Linked DNA regions of Mus musculus: region 2 is linked to region 1. Evidence: chromatin contacts called from public HiChIP or PLAC-seq data. All regions are on one chromosome and are shown on one strand. The core of a region is the stretch at or near the end of the contact, and the rest is flanking DNA. Distances in the headings are between cores, read along the strand shown.

What was found. HiChIP or PLAC-seq counts read pairs in DNA pulled down with a chosen protein or histone mark.
Region 2: a contact with region 1 is called in an H3K27ac HiChIP or PLAC-seq map of neural progenitor cells, with 5 times the contacts expected there. The contact joins two enhancer-like sites. A contact is called at or near these places in 4 of 484 Hi-C or Micro-C datasets (brain, cortical glia, forebrain and 1 more) and 4 of 115 datasets of contacts at active chromatin or transcription factors (astrocytes, embryonic stem cells and neural progenitor cells).

The regions. Positions count from the first base shown.
Region 1 is chr13:47,703,416-47,709,709 of GRCm38.p6, reverse strand. No RefSeq gene overlaps it. Among named protein-coding and RNA genes, the nearest start is that of 4930471G24Rik, 39 kb to the right of the region's middle. Within about 2 kb of position 1,504, at least 19 of the 459 cell types and tissues checked have an H3K27ac peak or open chromatin away from gene starts, as enhancers often do. A contact at or near this core is called in astrocytes and neural progenitor cells, where this site is marked.
Region 2 is chr13:47,845,659-47,852,351 of GRCm38.p6, reverse strand. Gm35991 (a long non-coding RNA gene) reads right to left here. Exons shown (of 3, transcript XR_382321.2): 2 at 5,373-5,492; 3 at 409-1,450. It overlaps Gm52029 (a long non-coding RNA gene), which reads left to right. Exons shown (of 3, transcript XR_003950538.1): 2 at 1-50; 3 at 4,513-4,883. Among named protein-coding and RNA genes, the nearest start is that of Gm35991, 5.2 kb to the right of the region's middle. Within about 2 kb of position 3,776, at least 26 of the 459 cell types and tissues checked have an H3K27ac peak or open chromatin away from gene starts, as enhancers often do. A contact at or near this core is called in astrocytes and neural progenitor cells, where this site is marked.

The DNA.
Region 1 (6,294 bases), core at 255-2,754:
GTGAATTTGGAATCACCAAAGAGATACACCTCTAGATATATCTGTGATGACATTTCCAAAGTGGTTTAACAGAGGAGGGAAGACCCACTCTGAATGCAAGTAGGTACCATCCCATTGGCTGTTGTACTTCATTGAATAAAACTGGAAAGAGGCAATTTTGAGCTGGGACCCAGCATCCATCTGCTTCCTGGCAGGGCACACAGTGTGACCATCTGCCTCACGCTCCTGCACCATAACTCAAGCTGCTCTTGCCACCACAGTGATGGACTGTACCACAAACTATGAACTGAAATAATTCCCCTTCCTCATACACTTACTCCGATGCCAGAGGGTTTTATCTTTTGTGCTAGAGCACGTTGCTAGTTCATGGGACCCAGAACAAGATGACCTCCCTTCCTGTAAGCTGCTCTGTCAAACCATCAAGTCGACCTTTGAAATATACTTCTTTACTTTCAGATAATACTCCTATTACTCAAGCTTTCTGATAGCTCAAGATTGGAAAGGGGATGCAGAGAGTCCATGTTCCTTTAAATCTAATTGCTGTAACATTGGTTCTCTTGGATTTGGGTGGCAGCCATTGCCCTCTTGGCTAGGCTGGATCCATTAACCAGGATTTCCTATAGTACTGTACAAACTCCCCTGCTGTCAGAGCAGAAACTACCAGTCATATTCCTTTTATATGGCCAAGCATGGCCAACGTGCTTCATTTTATGACACTTTGAGCTCTGTAGTTGTTAATGGCTTGGGAGTAGTAACCACTCTAATCTGAAGGAAATAGTGAATATACTACCCCGAAGAAACAGACGGGCCAAACAATTCAGGAGCTTTTATTTCAATTTCAGGGCCTTAGGTAGCTACAGAAGACCTCTCTCCCTTCCAAAAGCCCTTTGACATTGATAATGACATCATCCATATGAGAATGGTGGAGGCCTCTATTCCAGATGAACTATCCAGGCTAGAAAGAGTGCCCTCTGTGTGTGTGTGTGTATGTGTGTGTGTGTGTGTGTGTGTGTGTGTGTGTGTGTGTGTGTGTGTGTGTGACATTTCTGTCCTCTGCAGAGTATGTTGCTGTATTCTATCAGGTGTATCTGAGTCTTCCAGCTAAACACTCCGTCTTTATCCCTGTAGCCCTTCAGCCGACTCAAAGCTCTTCTCCCTCTGAAGAGGCACCATTCTACGAACCTCGGGAAATAACGACACTACTCATAGTCAGCCCAAGTTTCCAGTGGCATCTGCAAGTAGAGTAGCGGGAACACCAGTTCAGCATCTGACATCCAGAAGGCTTGCCCACATGTAAAGCGTGAGCAAGCCCATCGGAGACACGGACAGTACGCTCGGTGCTTTCTTTTTCATTTTGCTTAATACTAAAGGGTCGGGAAGAAGCCCTGGATGCTTTTGAAAGTGTGCTTATAATTTTGGAGCCAAGCTGTGCGGGTACCCATTGGAGACAACTGTTCTCTCATGGTTTGCTTTGAATAAACAACCAGGGCTCTGTGTGATATCGCTTCTCAACCAGATTCTAGCATTGAAGCGCAGGCTCGCCATGGTTACTTGCATTTTAAGCCAGTCACTCCTTTTCCTTCCCCTTGGCTCAGCTCCTGCTTACTTGGCGGTGCCTCCTTCTCATTTGAACTTTTGGCCTCTTTTAATCTCCACCAAATTTTGTCTGAAAGAACCTTTCTTGAGCACCTTTTGTTGCTCTGAGTTTCTTTCTCCTGTGAGAGGGAGCACGGGGAACTGAGGATTGAAAAACACTCAGTGGTCTGCCTTCTTCCTCCAAGGCCAGCAATGACAGGCTGTTTTGTGTATGGTATTTCTCTCATTTTTTTTTAAATTAAGGAAGCACAAGATACAAGCTGTTTGCTGAAAACAAAATGTTTGTTGTCCAAAGACCACACACACACACATTTGCAGAGGTCCACACACGGGGCTCCGTTCTCATCCCAGGCCCTAGCCTTTCCTTTCTTATTTCTTCAGTGAAATGTTCTGTTGAAATGTAGCTCAGATCAAAAGCCAAAGCCAACGCAGCTTTGTACCCCTGGTGACTTCCCATTTCAGTCACATCTCAGACAGCTCCTCCAGGACCTCAGCAAGCCACACGAGCAAGTTTCCATTTCAGAGAAAAACTAATATTCCATTCTCTCCTCTCATTGCAAAGTTAAACAATCTACCTCCCATATCAAAGATCTGCCGTTTACTCTGAACCTCGTAACTGATGCTGATGTCCCGTCCATCCTTCCCATCAGCCTGAAGTCTTTAGCCACTCTGTTCTGTCCCGTTTTCCCCTCCTTCCCGGGGCTGTGGCTAACCACTGTCATCTTTCTTCTCCAGAGCAAATCTGCTACCTTCTTCTGCCTTCTCTCCCTAGCCCTGCGGCATACACAGGTGAGATCACAGCTTCCAGACCTACCAACAACTTCACGTCCCACCCATCTAGAACCTCTTCTAGAACCCATAATTCAGCCCCGAAAATTCTTTTCCACTCTCCGTGGAATATTCTAGACGTTTCTTGTGCATTTCCCTTCACTATTCTCCATTATAGCTTCCTTGTCTCTCCGTCTTTTCCTCCTTCCATAGAATGCCAAAGAAGGGCTTCCTTTTGTCAACTACTCCTTTTGCTTAATTAAGCTTCTCTCACACTCTCATGAATACTCAGACATCATCATTCAGTCTTGGAAGGGAAAAGAACTTCCTCATCTCCAAGCCAGTCCCCAAGTTGTGTGAGTTGTGATCCAGTGGTCCCAGCTGGAGGACAGGGCACCATGTTCTCACCTCTGTCTCAGCCATTCACTCTCAGCCAACTCCTGCTCTGCTCTCAAATATACTTAAGTTGTTACAGAACAGAGAAACTCCAAGCACTCACTTGCTCCATACACCACTCAAACAGCATCCAACTTCTACACATCCTTATAGATCCCCTCCTGGAATTATTTGCTTGGACCATTTTTGAGCTATCACCTCCCTTCCCTTTAGCACTCTCTTGCTTTCAGCCAGCTTCAGCATCCTATTGAGGGTGTGTGTGTGTGTGTGTGGGGGGGTGTTCTCTTCTCTCCTCTTCTCTGTCTTTCTCTGTCTCTCCCTCCCTCCTTCTCTCTCTCTGTCGTGTGCGTGTGCGTGTGCGTGTGCGTGTGCGTGTGCGTGTGTGTGTGTGTGTGCTGCCAATCAAACCCAGGACCTAGAACATGCCAGGAAAATGCTCACAAAGCCACAATTGCATACAACAGGATTTTCCTAAGAAAATCATCACTGAACACACAGATGTTTCTTTCCCCTTTAGCCTCATTGTCTTCTCTGTTACAAAGGCCCGACTTTTCATAGAACTCATCGGGTTCTCGCACACTGTCTGGGTTTCCTTCTTCTCATGCCTGCTACTTTCTTATGGGTGTCTCTCCTCAAGCTTTACACCTTAATTCAGTTAAGTTTGTCAAGGGTCTATAGGACAGCACCAATGTAACAGGATGGTGCAGAGTTGAGATTCTCTTGCTATCTGGGGATTTTCCCCATAAGCTTCAAACCAAAGGAAGCCAAGCAGTCATCCAGGTTATCATTCAGCTGGCTGCTGAGTTCAAAGACAAGGATACTCAGCTGGTGCTATGGTTATTGCTTTTTGACCCTATGGGGCTTGGTCTTAGGGTGTCATACATACTAGGCAAGTGCTTTACCACTGAGATGCACCCCAATTAACTCTCAGTGAGCCAACACTAACCTCCCTGGGGTTCCTCATCCCACTGCCCTGGCCTCTTCTTTAGAGCCTCCTCGATTCTCTAATGATCCGTTAACTAAAGGACCAAATCCTGGCTCACTAACACCCTTGCAGATTCCTTCTTCAGCACTGAGTCTGCATCCACACATAGTTCCCCGTAGTGGCCAGCAAGCATATAGAGCATCAACCTTGTCAACAGATGTCCTAGCATCTCAAAAAGCAGTTGCCAGGGTGATGCTATAGTGAACTGAACTGGAGTTTGTTATTGTTGTTGTTGTTTTATTTATTTTTTTCTTTTCTCTGCACAAGCTACTTCTTCAACCTTCAGACAAAGACAAGAATTCTTGGTAAGGGAGCTATATCATGGAAAAAGAAAAATATCTGTATAAATAAGGGAGAGTGGGTGGAAATCTGCCATAAAGAAGGAGAGAAAGGGCTCTCCCCACCTATCAAAGTTAAGGAGGCTCTGCTGAGACTTTTGCAGATATTTCAAATACATTCAGAGGCAAAGAGTCTCAGAACAGACACATCCAAACGCCAGAAGTTTTTAGCCCTAGTACATTGGTATTTAACAAGAGAGGCCTGGGGAGCACTTGACATTTAGGAGGGATTTATGGGCATACCCTGAAGTTTGACAGTGTTCTTAAAAATAGATACTACTTTCTGTTGCCAAACTGGAAAAAAATCAGCGAATCTGGCTAGCACCATCTTCGATCATCCGACAAGAGAATGCATGACTGGGGTGGAACTCCCAATGGCCTGCTTTAAAAGTGAGTCAGGAGTTTCCTTCAACCCGAATAGGCTTGAGTTTCACACTGAGCTTGATGGGAACATGTTGTAAAAGGAGCTGTGAGGGCAGGGAGCCTCATAGAGATAACCCCTGTAGACCAAGGCTGAGAGGATGCCACTCGGGCCAGATAGAGGGTGTGTCACCTGAGGATGCTGGCTGATGAACCCAAGAAATGGATGGGAAGAGGAGAAGAGGAGAAAGAAGAAGGAAAGAGAAGGAATGGGGAATGGGAGGGCAGGGGAGGGGCCAAAAGGCAAGAAGGAGGGGGAAGGAGAGGGCAGGCATAGTGCCAGGGCGAGCATTCGGAAGCTCTTCACAATGGCAGACCCACTGCCCACTAACTGACAGCCAAAAGACAACCATAGAAGCAGCAGCTAAATGAAAGCTTGACCCCATGGGAGGAGTTCTCAAAGCTGAAGTGATCTCCCCTCCTCTACTGCAGGCTCAGAGCCACAGGTCTGGCCTGAGTTGTGAGAAAAAGACACCCAGATCAAACCTAATGCAGCCGGACTTTTGATTTCAATTTGCCTAGAAAGGTGACTTTCCTGAGCGTGTTATGTGGTTCTAAATGTTCTCAAAGGTGTAAATTACTGAGAAACTGTGGATTCATCCAGGAACTCTGAAGGGAATAAATGTGGGAGGGGGATATGAGGAGCCATGGCAGGAGTCAGAGAAATGTGCGTTTTCTCTGCCTGGGATTAATCAATAGCTGCCCGTACAGGTTTTCGAATGCTCACACTGCAGACCCACTTTTCCTGCTAATTGCTGTTTTGTTCAAGACGCTTCTCGTTGCCAGTGACACAGTCTTGAGTTAAGTGTGCTTGAATAAAAGAGTGGGCACCACAGAGAACTGTGGGACATTTCAGATTCGTGGATGAGCTAAGATTCTAAAGAATGTCCCCAAGACCTGGCTTTCTCATTTGAAATCCACTCGTCTCTATTCGGTTGGATTCTGTGTGGTGAACTTTGTCAATTGTAAGCGAAATTGTAAGTGTAGCATTGCACACACGCGCACACGCATACACACACACACACACACACACACACACACACACACACACACACACGCGCGATGTAGAATAGAAACAAATTGTCATTTGGTTCCCTAACTAACTAGTAGAGTCTATCTTAAGGCCAGACCTCACGTTACCCTTCATCGGTAGGGCATGCATTTGTTATATGACTACTGCATGCATTACCTTTCTTACTCTAATTTTATCAGGGCAAAATTCCTAATAAAAGCAACTTAGTGAAGAAAAGATCTATTTAGGCTCACAGTTAAGAAGAATACAGTCCACCATGATCAGATGTCCTAGTAGCAGGAGTGTGAGGTGGCCAGTCACAATGGCCTGTCAGAAAACAGGGAAGAGACAGAAAGTAAGTTCTCAGGTCCTGTTGCCAGTGACCCACAATGATGCTCCACCTGTTTAAAGGTCCCATGACTTTCCAAATTTGTGAACCTTTGGGGACATTTTACATTCTAATCACCACACCCACGTCCATGGTTGGAAAGGTGAACGAGACTCACATGAACCCCATAAAATGAAAGAATTTTAGGGTTGAGTATGGAGGAGAATATTAAGAGTAATTGATGTCACACAGTGGTAGAGTATTTGATTAGCAAGGACAAAGCCCTGGGTTTAGTTCCCAGCAGAAGCAGTGGATGATGGGATTGAACAGGATAACAGAAATTAACCATTGTATTATTCAAAAATGTCTTTGCGATGACAATTTTATCATCTTAAAGTCCATTTTGTCTGACATCAATATATTTAAAGAGAATGGAACGAGCGACCTGTGA
Region 2 (6,693 bases), core at 2,527-5,026, 140 kb before region 1:
GCCAGTGTTGCCAACTTCACACACAGTGAGAACAGCTCAAGGCTACTGAGGTACCTGCATCAGTAGGATTCGTTACCATGGAGGGAGCACTAGATTCGTGTATATAACAGCTTATCCAAATTTTAACAGGCCCGTGGAAAGGAAAATGGAGAGATTCTATACTATCTTCTTCCATACATGTAGATTCTATTATTGTCAACAGCATCCACCCAAAGGGTACTCTTGGGTTTGTTTGTTTGTTTGTTTGTTTACTTGTTTGTTTTTAACTTATCTTCTTTTAAGTGTTTTGCCTGTATGTAGCTATGCTTGTGTACCATGCTCATGCCTGGTGCTTATGGAGGCTAGAAGAGTATGTCAGATCCCCAGAACTGGAGTCATAGATAGCTATGAGCTACTATGTGGGTACCAATGCTCTTGACTGCTGAGCCATTTCTCTGGGCCCCGTCTCAAGAGTACTCTCATTATGACTGATGAATTCATTTTAGCATCTTCTCATCATACAAGTTTAAAGCTCATTTCATTGACATTGTGCATCAGACAGGTTCTGACGAATGCATATGGACACATTATCATACCCTACAGATTATTTCCACGGCCCTACAATTGCTCTGTGTTCTGTTCATTTATATATTTTAAAAGCCAGGATCATCGTTTTGTTAAAAGAGCCACTTGGCCCTGAACAAAGGTCAACTAAAGACTGTTCTTTAAATTACACGATAGGAGAGTAGAAAATTTCAATTTGGCTCTTGAAAGAAACAGTGTATGGAACTAGAGCATTATCTTGCCTGCACCCATGCTACCTGAATCCTTCATCCTCATGACTTAGTTAATAATGTTAAGTAGACTTAGAAGACTTTTACATAAAGCCTGACATTTCGACGTTTTATCCTTTTTGAGAACCAGGAAAAAAGAAGTTCTTTTGTTCAAATTCCGTTCACCTCTCTGGAGGGGAGGATGTGCTGGGCCAAGTCTGTTGGGACATTTTGTTTTTCTTAAGTTCCAATATTGTTAAATTTCTTCTACCTGAAGTGCTACCTTACAGGATTTTTTGCCTGTGGTTGTCAGTATTTTAGATGAAAACCTGTGGACTCACCACCTGGAAGCTTTAAAAACACACCAAGTATGGTGACTTTGTAAGACACTGCGGTCACCAAGAGCAGAATAGGACCAGCAAGGCAAACCTAAGTGACCTTGAGGAAGTGATGGAAACATTCCTCCCCCTGAGTTAGTAATGCGTCCTTGTCCACGGAAGGGCAAATTCAGAATAGTGAGAGCAGGGCTTGGGGTCAAGAGAGGAGACACCGAATCATCAAGAGCGCGTGGCTGGTCCGTGTTCATGTGCTTGTCTTGTTCCATGTTTAATAAGATCTGCTTGGCTCAACCTCAGATGGCCCGGAGTAGTTTGCTTTTGTCATTGTTTGCATTTGCCTCATTCTTCCTTCCATTTCTTCTGAGGGAGCATGGAGGAAAGAGAGTGGCTGTCATAATTCCATTTGATGTAGCCTGAGACATAGCATGCACACACACACACACACACACACACACACACAGAGAGAGAGAGAGGCAGACGAACTGACAAAGACAGGTAGAGACATATACACATAAATACACACACTCACACACCACATACACATTTCGAAGTTTTATCCTTTTTGAGAACCAGGAAAAAAGAAGTTCTTTTGTTCAAATTCCATTCACCTCTCCGGAAAGAAAGAGTCAGAGAGACAGAAACAGAGACAGACAGACAGACAGACAGACACACACACACACACACACACACACACACACTCACTCACACATGGACACAGACACACGAACACACACAGTCAGACAGACACGGACACATACATACAAACATACTCACACTCCCCACACACACATACAGACACACACACACACAGAGACAGACAGAGAGAGAGAGAGATGCATACACACAAACACACTCACATACCATACACACACCATTTTGACTCTACATTTTAGAGACATCTGAGGTCAATGTCAGAAGGGTGTAGTAAGATGACTTCATGCTTATCTTGGTTTAATTAACAGGCTTCCTGGTAAAAGGGATGACTATTTAGCAAGTATTATATCCAGACAATGGAATGAAAGGAAAATGCCACCCCAAGCTTGAGCTTCCATGCTCATCTTGACAAGTTTTGGATCACTTTATCTCATGGCAGTGCTACACTGAGAGAACCCCATAGGTACATCCCTAGCCCTTCAGTCTTGTGAGGACCTGTCTTATTTCCCCACCAATAGAAAGCCCAAAGAGAAAAATTGATTTCTTCATTCAGCTCTTCCACTGCAAAATAATAACAATAAATATCTATCAGAAAGCACTGGTGGCCTGAGAATGGATTGATAGTTTCTGTCTTTGTGAACGTTAAATTGTTGTAGGCCTCTGGGAGAGACAGCATCTGACGAGGAAGGCTTCAGTGTGGTTGAGCAAGGGGGTATTGTATAGAGAAGTCCCTGAGTGGTGCTAAGCCAGCTACTGTGAGGGTCCCAAGGTGGCATCTTTTTGGATAAACTCAAAGATCAAGGTCAAGTTCATGAGACCGAGTGCTGCTGTGGACTTTGGAGTCTGTGGACCGGAATGTGGCAGGAGAGTCATTATCATACCCATCCCAGGCATCAGCAACCTTCCAGGTTTACTCTAGAGTGTCTTACCCTTACATGCTGGGATACCAGAGTGCTTATCCTAATGGTAGGGATTAGCTGGATAATCAGCATAATTGACCTGGTCCCCATCCTGAGCACCGTCTCTAGGGGGAATCTAGGGCTCTATAGTCTATAAGAGCCTGTGTTTATTTGTCATTGAAATGGTTAGGAGGTAGCTAGGCAAAACATCAGGCAGGGCTCTAAGATGGCAGAAATGGATTCCAGGGACAGGCAAGCAGGGATGTAGGCTCCAATGCATGTCTAAGACATTCAAATACAGCAGAAAGGCTGATGTGTTTGTTTGAAGTCCAATTCAAGCACAGCATCCAAACAAGCTAGTAATCAGGCCTTGGGGGAAGATTCGAGGAAATGGACTCTAAAGGAAGTACCATTGGTGCAGTAATTGGGAGAATTGATTAAATGGGTGTGGAACCCCAAAAGGCATAATTAGGATCTTAAATTTTGGGGAGGCCTGACTACGATCACCTTCATGATGGTACCTGTAAGGTCAAGGCACATTTAACACTTTTAACAAATGCTTCGAGATGTCTCATGGTTGGGATTCCTGGAGATCTGAATGGGACTTGCATTGAGAAGACTATGTTCAGCTGAGTAGTTCCCAGTGGCTGTATTAGGTCGGGGGTGGGGATAGCAGTAATCAGTATATGGTGCTGTCTCCCTAGCCTCTGACACTGCAGAATCTCTGGGCTCAGACCTAACAGATTCTGTGCGGTGGACCTTCCCTTTAAGGGAACCCTCTGATTTCAGAGCCCCTGGGTGCCGTTCCCAGGCTAAGGAAGCAATGAATGCATTAAGAGCTTTAGAAATAACAGCCTCAGCAGCTTGACTCTTCCTTCTATTATTCAGGGAGAAGGGTTGTCAGAGGCATCTTTCCCAGGAGGGTCCTGCCAACCTCTGAGAAGCAAACCCTGTGGGGCAGAAAGGATGTGGCCACTCAGCAGTTACCTTGGTTTCCAAGAAATGTCTCCACCCTTCAGTTGCTTCTGAAAGTCTGTCTGTTTCCCTGTTAAAGGGAAGGCATGCTGAGTTCTCTTCTCAGCTTATAAATTATGCTGTATTAAACGCTGGCAACAGTTTCGCTCTCTCTGTGTAAACATGAGGCAGTGCAGAATGGGAAGGGGGTGGGAAGGGCTGGCTGCCAGGACCCAGTGGAGACTCGTGAACAGCTCTTTGAATGTCGGATGGTGTTCACACCAGCATTAGGAGTGGGCTCCCCAATACCTGTCTTCAGCCAGGCCTTTTTACGTTATGAGTGCTGATACCACCCGGGTTTGTTTGTGTGTGAAGTACACGGTCGAATAAATTCTGTGATTCAAGTAGCCCCAAGAAACATACCTCTTTTCAAAAAGAAAAAAATAAAATTCAGTATTCATTTATAACACCTGAAATTCTAATGTGGATTCATTTGGAAAGTTATAATGAAATTCTAATATTTCTCAATTGATCAGTTCTAAATATTCTCTATATAAATTTGAATATTCTCACTTACTCTGTCATTCATTAGGAGGAAAGGAACACTGAGAACAAAAGCAGGAAATAACACCAGGAAGATCTTTTGTTCAGCTCCCTGGGTTTGTTTTAGAGATCATTTTATGCTGCCCTGTTTTCAATGGGCAAGAACACCCTTTAAAGTAAAAGAAGAACTTTTAAACACAGAATATACTACCTTCCATTTTGAAAGCTGGATGTGGCAGTCAATACCTGTAACCCCAGCATTTAAGAAGCTGAGACAGGAGGGCCACTGGGTTTTATGTAACATGACAATCTCTCTCTCTCTCTCTCTCTCTCTCTCTCTCTCTCTCTCTCTCTCTCTCTCTCTCATTTTAGATGTTGACATTTCTCATTGGAATAGGAAACGTGAGGAACATCCACCATTACAAGCAGCTCACGGGACTGGAGAGTGGTGCCCAGTCTCTTAGAAGGAGGACACCCTGACTGAACAGCTCCCGCTGCAGGAGATGAAACTCCTGTTCAAACAGACTTACTGGACAGAGACATCGCTAGCTTCTATGAGGAGTGTAAGGTGAGTTTCAGGGCTACCTGAACCACGGGCTCCGGACCTCCAGAGCCCCTTCCCCTTGCCTTCTTAGCACTACATGGCTCCAGCTTCAACAGTAAAAGGAGAAGAGTGGATAAGGGCAGTGTGGTTGTCAGAGCATTGGTTCCATCTTAACACACCTACAATGTTAGTATTATTTAATCCCAAGATACCATCATCCATACGGCTATAGTTCTTCCTTGTTCACAACTGTGAGTTTAAAGAATTTCTCATTAGCTTCATTCCACTTGGTCTATGTGGTCATCAAGGTCTTAGAGCCTACAGATGAGTGGTACTCACAGTTTGATTCAGGCTCAAAGCCTGAACCAAGTGGTATAAGGAACAGAGATGAGTTGAGCCTAAGGACTTAATGGCAACTTCAATGATCTCCTTGTGGTGCAGTGTGGAAGATTCTCATAACATAAGGTGGCTTGGTTTAGGAGGTCAACTGTGATGTCATATCTCAGTTAGTAAAGCTATAAGGACTGAGGCAGGATCAGAGGCATGGAGAATTCCTTTAGCCTACTCAAGCCAGACCTTCTTTTCTCTTTGACCCTTCGGCCATCTCTCAGTCCTTTCTCTAGGCATGGAAGATTCTAGTTTGAAAACAACCATTAGACATAGGATAGCACCAATTAATTCAACTAACCCATGGCTACAGAAGGCTGGGGACTGTCCTCTTCAAAGGCCAAGACATGCTGAGCTTATGCCCGAGGTTATTTGCCAGATGGTGGTTCACTTTCACGGTGTCATGGAAATGCTTCTTCATCTGCTCATGGAAAGGAACCCAGAAACATGGTTTGCAAGTGGATGGCAACACAAAGCAGACCACTGCATTACCTGACAGAGAATTTCTGAAGGGAAAACTACATATAAGAAACTCAAGTGGAATGTTGTACATGTCCTTTACTGCCAATATAGGAAATATGCTTTAGATTTATGTACTTTTAATATTATTATGTCTGTATTCATTTATTTGTGGTGTGTGTATGTGTGTGTGTGTGTGTGTGTGTGTGTGTGTGTGTGTGTGGTCTAAAGGCAACTTGAGATAGCCAATTCCTTCCTTATGCCATGTGGTTTTGGGGAGCTTGAACTTGGATCATCAGGTGTGGCCACAAGTGCTTCTACTCTAGCTGGCTCCTAGTTTTATGGGTTTTGTGGGAAAAAAAATCTCAAAGAAGTTAAAAAAGTAAACAAATTAACATTTATGTCCTGACACTCTCTGGCTTGTTCACTCTTCTTTCTTTCTTTCTTTCTTTCTTTCTTTCTTTCTTTCTTTCTTTCTTTCTTTCTTTCTTTCTTTCTTCTTTCTCTCTCTCTCTCTCTCTCTCTCTCTCTCTCTCTTTCTTTCTTTCTTTCTACAGTGCCTCTCTTTATTTGAAATTCTGTTCTGTAAGAGCAGTCATAATTCTCATCATGGAGTCATTAGGGACAGAATTAGTAGTTACAATGAAAACCATTAAACCAAGAAGAGTCATTAGGCGCAATCAGGATAGGGTGACTGAGTGAGTGTCTGTGGGTCACACATGAGATGTGCTCTTTGCTAGCTTTCTGGAAAGGCAATGGAAACTAGTGGTGGCCATTTTACTGAAAAAAACATCTTTAGGAGAACTGTTTTTCTTTTACTTCCTGCGAAATTGCTCAGGGACCGTTTGGTTGACCAGTAGGACAAGTTCAATAGCTAATGCTCTTTCTTCTTTAAGGCCATGACCTATAGCAGCATTTGCCCTAGAGCATGCATTCTGACAGACAACCAAATCAGGCAACAGCATATATACACTTAACCCTTTTCTCTCCAAAGTGCTTCTGTGTCTTTATGAACTAGCCCTGCTTCGAGTGCTGAGTCAATCCTCACCAGGCTTATATATCATATGATATATAATATACATTATTATATATTATATTATATATAATGTATATTATATAATATACTATATATATATGAAACCAGCCAATCATGACTGAAGCCC